Regions from separate parts of the Ovis aries genome. Here region 2 is linked to region 1. The links are chromatin contacts, called in public Hi-C maps. All regions are on one chromosome and are shown on one strand. The core of a region is the stretch at or near the end of the contact, and the rest is flanking DNA. Distances in the headings are between cores, read along the strand shown.

Evidence for each region. A called contact is a pair of places that touch in the nucleus more often than the background predicts.
Region 2: a Hi-C map of hypothalamus shows a contact between it and region 1, with 9 times the contacts expected there. The contact joins two enhancer-like sites. A contact is called at or near these places in 6 of 16 Hi-C or Micro-C datasets (hypothalamus, liver, omental adipose tissue and 2 more).

The regions. Positions count from the first base shown.
Region 1 is chr5:79,877,960-79,882,379 of ARS-UI_Ramb_v3.0, reverse strand. No RefSeq gene overlaps it. Among named protein-coding and RNA genes, the nearest start is that of RPS23, 100 kb to the right of the region's middle. Within about 2 kb of position 2,594, at least 11 of the 54 cell types and tissues checked have an H3K27ac peak or open chromatin away from gene starts, as enhancers often do. A contact at or near this core is called in hypothalamus, where this site is marked.
Region 2 is chr5:81,000,202-81,004,318 of ARS-UI_Ramb_v3.0, reverse strand. All of the region lies in intron 10 of VCAN (versican), which reads right to left. Among named protein-coding and RNA genes, the nearest start is that of TRNAS-GCU, 71 kb to the left of the region's middle. Within about 2 kb of position 1,853, at least 13 of the 54 cell types and tissues checked have an H3K27ac peak or open chromatin away from gene starts, as enhancers often do. A contact at or near this core is called in hypothalamus, where this site is marked.

The DNA.
Region 1 (4,420 bases), core at 1,345-3,844:
AAATTTGTTTGCCTATCAAATAAGAGTCAAGATTCTTACTCTGGTGGTAACAAGCCTTGCTCTTAGGTTGGAAAAATAATTTAGAATTTGTCTTCAGATTCATCCTAATATTTTGCTCCTATGTATCTGAACAGAAAGAAAAAGCCCAAGGGTAAGAAATATTTAGACAGCAAATAGTGTTAACTCCTTTAATAGAAACCCTGTAAGTTTTCTCTTTTCTCTCCATTACCAGCTCTTCATTTTAGGAAGAACTGAAGACAAAAAATCTTGAGATTAATCAGAATACAAGTCCCATTTAATGCATTTCATGTGTCTTCTAACGATTCGTACCAAATTCTAATATGTTAGGAAAAGTGGTCATAGCTGCCGGGCCTTCATTCTGTCCAAAACCTTCCCCTGTCCCTAGACAATCTGGTTTTTTCTAGACCACATTCAACATTTATTCAATTAACTAAGTCTTCAAAACATCCCATACCCCCAGGGGAAAGTGAATGGGGGTATAGATTAAACAAGATTGGCCATAAGTTAATAATTGTTGAATCTGAGTATATGAGAGTTTATTACACTATTTTGTCTACTTTTGTATACTTGAAATTTTTCCTAATAAATTTTCCATAATAATAAGTTTCACCCTCCATCATCTCAGGAAAGTGCAGTATTTTAAATAAGCTCTGCTCTGAAAAATATCTCCCAGAAAATACTATAGTACCATAGTTATTCTAAATTCTGTCCCTAAGCATTACAGCAGAGTCCTTCCTTGTCCTTTAGTGCACATAATTCAGTTTACATGCTCTTTCCTCACCTCTACTTTACCCTTCTTTTGCACTTAAAAAACATAATCAGCTATTCTGACCAGACTTTTGTGAATTATTAGTTCTGTGCCCCCTCCCCCTGCCAAGTACCGTACACATTTTAAAAGAGGCTCGGAAAAGCAAACCCTAAAAGAATTTCTAGCTAACTGACAGACCAGTAGGGGAAATCATTTGTGGGCAGGTCTTCTGTAACCACTATGTAACCTAGATGCCCTTCCCCAGCCAGGGTACCATCTCTTCCTTGTTGTGAGTGTTGGCCAGGGGTGTGCCCGCAGATGTTTAACAACGGGCTTTTGGTGGGGGTGTAAGAGCTCTTGATTTGTAGCTTCTGTTGGTTTTCATGATGCAAATGCTCTCATCATGGCTGATTCCAAACTCGCAGGATGATGTGACTGAACGGGGAGTTGGGAAGCAATGCACACAGCTTTAATGAGCTATATGGACTCCAACACACCACTGGCTGAGACAGCTGCACATAGCTGTTCCTTTCTCTCAGGAATGGCCCCCAACTGTCCTTCCCACTCCCAAAGAAGAGAGTCACCCCTCAGGCTTCATGCAAGGATAGCCTGCAGACAATGACTAAGTGATATGGAGATACAAAATCTCAGCCCCTTTGCCTCAAGGGCAGTGAATTCAATGATGTGGTTTATTCCCCACCTCCATAAATCCAATTATGATCCTTGAAACCACATCATTGTTCAGCTCTTTCCTCTTTCCTATCCAGTTTCTCTCACTTTATTAGCAGGCTTTTTTCTTTAAAGACCATGATCTTAGTAAATTACATGTAGCAGAATGCCTACCTGCTTCTAGGAAAGGTAACCTAAGGTACTTTCATAATATACTCCAAGGGTTAAGCTTTCCCAAACTCTTCCTCTGAAAAAAACTTCTAATGAAATGAAGAAATAATTTAATTCCAGGAAATCCAGAAGTATAAGCCAAAGCATTCAACTACAAACCTCACACTTTTGAAATCTTCTATTTCACAATAAAAATACATGTAAGAATTTACTCTATATTTCATAATATATGTGTTTAACATAAAACACGTCTTCTTTTTCCCCAGAGTTCTTAAGTAGAATCAGTGCTCCAAGGCCCTGGACTGTAATGGTCCCTTTGCTGTTTTATCCCTGAAGACATGCATGCCCCAATCTGGGAATCCTGAACAAAGGGGTGGGGAGCAGGGGTCTACATGCAGAACTTGGATGTCCAGCCTCCAACTTTAGAATGTCCAGTGTGTTTTGCCAGTCCTTTAGAAACTGTCTCTTCAGGACTACAAGCTCATAATAGACTTGCCCCAACACACTGTCAATAAATCCCAGTTTCTCCTTTAATCAGTAAGGAAAGGAGGAAGGGAGGAGAAAGGAAGGAATTTAGTTGTTGACTGTCAGAATTCAGAGGGATCTTCAAGCATCCGTTCTAGTCTTCTGTTTCACAGATGAGAAAACTAAGAACTGAGGCATAAAAGTCATTTGCTGAAGGTCAAGAATTCAGTCAAAGCTGGAACCAAATTTGTCATGTCTCTGCTAGCCCACACGGACTGTCCAGATTTTGAAGACAGCCTTGGTTAGGATCAGTGCAGGAAGAGAAAGATGTGAAGTCTGTGGTGACTCAGTAAAATATCCCTGCTGATAGATACCCCAGGGTGGAGTGCTGGTTTATTTAGCAAGGCAGCCTTCAGACTCCAAGCGAGAATTTGAAAGTGCCTCTTCATCTGAAAGGAGACCTAAGCGAGAATTGCCTGGTACGTCTCAGCTGGAGTCCCTTGATAATATATGGTCTGAGAATGCCCTCTGGTGACTTTCTGCTGCGTGTTCAGGCAATTTAGAGGCAAGAGGTGGCTGCAGAGGAAAAGGACAAAGAGAAGCTGGACTCCTGGAAATGGTTTTCCCCGCCAACAAATGTGGTGTCGGTGTTCTGTCAGCAAACTATGGAAGGGTCCAACCAGGAAGCTCGGTAAATACATAATACATGGTTATCCCTCTGCAGCATTTGTCTTCTGTTCTCTAACAATGACTGTAATTCTTTTTAATTACACAATTATTTCAATACTTACTGAACTCATATTATATTAATACAAGGCATAGAAACAATAACAAATTGGTAGGCATAAAATTCTCTAACATAATTTTACTTTAGGCATATCCTTCTCCAATTTACTGTATAATGTGATCACCATTTCCCAAGAAAATTAACAAAAGCATACCCTTAGGTCTTCAGATTGGAACTCATCTTCTCAAGGTCACTGCCACTTCATTTTTAGTGATGCATATTTGAGAAAAAGAACACTGATGCTTATGCTCCAGGATACACCCCTGAATAAGCTGAAAGGAACATTCCAGTGAAGCAACGGGTAAGGGGAGACTCCAAGGCAATGAAAGGTTTTTCTAGAACTATGACCTTTTAAACCTTATATAGATCCAAAATATAAAATGTTAGATTTGGAAATGTGAAAGTGAAAGTGAAGTCACTCAGCTGTGTCCAACTCTTTGCGACCCCATGGACTGTAGCCCACCAGGCTCCTCCAACCATGGGATTTTCCAGGCAAAAATACGGGAGTGGGCTGCCATTTCCTTCTCCAGGAGATCTTCCCGACCCAGGGATTGAACCCAGGTCTCCCATATTATAGGCAGATGCTTTACCGTAGGAGACCATCTATTTCAACATTCCCTCACACCAGGACCAGTAATAGTAATAACTGTCATGTGTCAGGTATTTGCTAGATGCCAGGTAATGTGCTAAGCACTTCACAGGGATTAATTTAAGTCTTCAAAACAACCATAGGAGAAAGAAACTGTTATTATCCAGGTTCACACAGCCACTAGTGAAACTAGAACTCAAACATCAATAAATTCACCAAGCCCCAAGGCCACGCTTTTTTGCCATTCCGACATATGGTCTTCACAACTCTCCTAAACAGCTATCCTGTCCCCTCTTCTTAAATTTATCCAATAGTGAGCAAATTCTTCTATTATCTGACAGCCCTTATTGCTTAAAGAAATCCAGTTGCCCCATGTTTTGTACCCTTTGGTCCTATTCTGTCTTTCAGAACTACCTAGGAAGTAAATCCCTGTTCTGCTTGACATGCCTTTAAATATTTGAAACCAAGTATCAGGTCATCAGTCCCATCTCCCAGCCTTCTTTGCTCCAACCTCACCAACCCCAAGTCCTTCAACTTTTTCAAGTACAATTAGTTTCTAGGCTTTTCACTATTAGGGTTCACTCCAGCTTGCTATCACCTCTCTCTACAAAATAAAAATGTAACAGCTAGTGCAGAACAACACTCTAAATGTAGTGTTACTATTACTTCCTTTGTTAAGACCATATTTTTAACTAAAAGGCAGCAGAAGATGACCTTGGTTCTCACAGCAGCCCACATCCAATTGATATTCAGACAGAGCCCACAGTCAGCAAGCATTCTCAGCCTTTCTCATCAAGAAAGTGAGGCCACCTCCAGCCCATAAGCGCACAGCACATGTCTAACCAAAATGAAGAAGCTTTTACTTTAAACTTTATATTCTTCCTTATTCTCATTTCTTAATGCTTCTTCTCTATTAATATCAGCCAAATCTCACGTCAAGATGATCAGAAGGTGGTGTCCACAAATACAG
Region 2 (4,117 bases), core at 604-3,103, 1.1 Mb before region 1:
CTAGGATTTCACTAAGCATGTGACTTCATGTGTTAGCTTCAATTGTATTTGAAAAATCATCTCATATCACATGTAACTTTCAAGTTCACAATATAATGCAATTCATACTAGAATTTTAAAACCTAAAGCTATAGGGACTTAACTCACAGAGAATATTTCTCCTGCCGGAACCTAAGTGCTGTTCTGGAAATATGTAAGTTTTGAAATGCAAAATACTATCTGGCCACTAGGTGGTGATATCCATCCATCATTATATTTTGAATTACCAACTAAGTCACAGATAAAACAATGTAGAATCCCCCCCAAAACTATGGGGAAAAAAAAAAGATTAAAATTATCTGTGTTATGTCTTTTCAGTTTTGTGAGGAAAAGTAAGAAGAGAACACTTTTCTAAAAAATAGACCTCAACTAAACAGTAAGTACCAATCCCATTACATTCTATTTGGCTACAGGCCAATGTAGCTATAATCTAAACTTTCTACTTGACAAAAACATTCAACTACAATAGTTTATTTTTACTAGTTGGCCTTTTAAAATTATCAGATGACTTACATCAATGGTGAAACTGCATCAGAAACAAGCCAAATCTATAATAGCCACCTAAAATCCTTAGGACAGGGTAGATCAAAAATAAGCACCTATAGAGAGTGAAAAGGTTGGCTTAAAACTCAGTATTCAAAAAACTAAGATCATGGCATCTAGTTCCATCACTTCATGGGAAACAGATGAAGAAAAAGTAGAAATGGTGACAGATTTTATTTTCTTGGGCTCCAAAATCACTGCAGACCATGACTACAGCCACAAAATTAAAAGACAATTTGCCCCTTGGAAGAAAAGCTATGACAAACCTACACAGAGTATTAAAGATCGGAGACATCACTTTGTCAACAAAGGTCTGGACAGTCAAAGCTATGGTTTTTCCAGCAGTCACATATGGACGTGAGAGTTGGACCATAAAGAATGCTGAACACTGAAGAACTGATGCTTTCGATGTAGTGCTAGAGAAGACTCTTGAGAGTCCCTTGGACTGCAAGACCAAACCAGTCAATCCTAAAGGAAATCAGTCCTGAATATTCATTGGAGGGAATGATGCTGAAGCTCTAATACTGTGGCCACCTGATGTGAAAAGCCGACTCACTGGAAAAGACCACGTGCTGGGAAAGAATGAGGGCAAGAGGAGAAAAGGGAGACAGAGGATGAGATGGTTGGATGGCACCACCAGCTCAATGGACACGGGCTTGAGTAGGCTCCAAGAGATAGTGAAGGACAGGGAAGCTTGGCCTGCTGTAGTCCATGGAGCAGGGATACAACTTAGCTGTTGAACAACAATATGCACACAAGTTAATGTCTTCGTGTGATTTAGTTTGTTTTTAACTAAAAACTTATGTAGATGAGTTATAAAAACATGACCCTTGTACTAAAAGCTGACTTCTCTGTGTCCACACTCCTTTTATCACCTGGAACCGGTAGGGCCACTGCTGCTCTTCCCATGGCCAAATGCAGATGATGCCAGGATGCCAGGGGTAAGCAGATAACCGCCCAAGGATACAAGGATAAAAGCAAACTCCAAAGAGAAAACACCCACCCTAGAGGACTGCTTACCCTTTTGAAACATATGCTGATAAGAAACCACCTTTGCTCTAAATGAAGGACTCAGATAAACCACTCTGGGTTTTCCTCCGCCCCCAACTCTCCACCTTTCAGAACACAGGTCAAATGGTTATCTGCCAGGAGCTTAGGAGGACTACTTATTAGAGAAATCAAAACATTTGGTAACTTTAAAATGCCTTTTTCCCCTAGATGGCTCTGGTCACAATAGGCATTTGTTTTCAGTCTGCGCCATGGGGGAAAGGGGGGCGGTTGTATTTAATTTTGTTTTATTTAAATTGTCGGGGCACATGACCTCACTTCGAGGTAGAGATATACCCTCTTCTGATCCTGGTACTTGCTTCAGGTTACTCTGGTCTAGGTCCTTGTTTATTTATGTTTTAAAGGAGGTTATGGTTTTGCTGTTGTCTTTTAGTCCAACTACCCAAAGGAAAAGAGCAGCTTTGTTTTAAAGGAGAAAGAGACGTTTGTTTTGGTGTCCCTGCCCTAGGCTGGCAGCCTGGATTCGGATCCTGCAAACATGAATACGTCGAAGGGAAAAAAAAACTAACTTGGGGTCTCCTGATAGTTGTTAAAGTGGCAATATGCCCACTATTTTCCTAGCTGGCAAGTCTCTGTGCGGGAGAGATGATCTGCCAGCTTTGGAGCACAGCGCTAATCTTGTGTAATAGCGTGAGCTCACTGCCCTACAAAGTAGTAATTATCAACAGCAGTTTCCAAAGGATGTGAGTTCCTCCCACTGTGAGAGCACTTGGGAGATGGGGCCCCAGGCACAGCCCCACAAGCCACTTGCGTTTAATCCCCACCATGAATGATGCCAGTGGGTTCCTTCGCCCCAAGTTTGTTTGTACAGGTCTTCAGTCAGGAAGTGCTAACGATCCAAATGCAACGTGAAACTGCCAAATCCATTCAACATTTTCTTGGCCTTTTCCTTGGTTATGCATTGCCTTAAACTAATTAGCAATTAAATTTAAATAACCGTGTGTGATTTTCAAGTTTCACAGAGCACTGTTGGAAAAGCCTCTGGGAGAAGGAACTACTGCATTGATCGGTTCTTCTTTTTTTAAGAGGAATTGTGTCAACTATGAAGTGATCTGGTGGAGGTTAAATGTGGTTCTTCCAGCTGTTTGCCTGTAACAAACCAGCTGTACTCAAGGAAGGGAAAGGAGGAGATGAGTGTTTTGTTTTCTACAATTACAATATTGCTCGATCTATCTCACGGGTAGAATCAGAAGAATCAATTCTTGGTTTCAAATCAAACTGAACTGCAACACAAGTAAAAATTTTCACTGAGAGTTCAGTGGTCTTTTGGATAAGAAACTGAAAATTCTTCTACTCATGGGCAATGTGTGAAAGGAAGAGGAAACAACATACATTTTTCTTGGCTTTTAGGATAATGTGATGAAGCCTGTGAGATTTAACATAATTAAATTACTGTTGATATGCAGTGTGACTTGCTCACAGGGAAGTGGCATTTGACTTGGAGCTGAAACCACAGCACAGCCAACACACATCCATCTGCAAATACTTGACAGGAAGTCTTCTAAGATTTTCAGGTAGAAAAAGTAAAACTGAAAGTTTTGGCTTGGGGGTTGTGTTTTGCATCGTTTTCTGCCAAATCATTCTCAGTCCCTTCAAACCTACAGACTTACAAACAAACTTGGAAGACCCAGTTAGTTAATTCTCTTGATTCTCTTTTCAATGTCCAAGACATCTGGGAGGGGGAGGAGGATACGAACCTTTGTGTTTATAAAAGGGTAATAACGGTACATTCCTGCAGAAAAAAAAATAATGGTTTATGGCCTGCAATTTGTTACTTTTTTTCTCTGTCCCTTTTAAGTGTCTCTTCCTGGATTAAAGGCTATTTCTTTATTGTTTCTACCTTTTTAAAAGCTGTGGTTTTTTTTTTTCTCACCATACTTTGCATGACAGACTGAGGTGTTTATTCATGAAAGAAGAAAAGGGGACTCTAGAGTTAAAGTCAAATCCACAACCAATTTGGCTTTTTTTTTTTTTTTTGCATCAACTCTGCATCATGACCAGGAGGGCAAGTGAGTATTCCCAATTCTAGGAGGGCCAGTTTGCCAATGCTCGACCATGTTTTTTTAAAAAAAAAAAAAAAATTGCAAAATTCAGATATTTTCCAGAATATTATTCCCGTAGCATTTTTTTAAGCACAAAAAGGATATCAATAAGTATTTCATAACGTATCTCATAACATAAAGGCACAAGATTAGTTAGCTAGAGCTAGAAAATAAGACATCTATAGATTTGTGAATTACTAACTTGTTTGAGAACTTTCTGACTAAAGCCAGACAAGTGCAGAGAAAAGGAAGTCTGTTGTCTCCAAACACGACACTGGAGAGTGGGAAGGAGGCTGTGCCTACTTCCTAGGAAGCTGACAAGCTAGCGGTCTTCACAGAGAGACACTGAGGGCTGACAAAAAAGAGATGACGGGAAAAGCATAAAAGAGATGCAGAAGGTGCTCTTTTTAATGTTTAAGTATAAA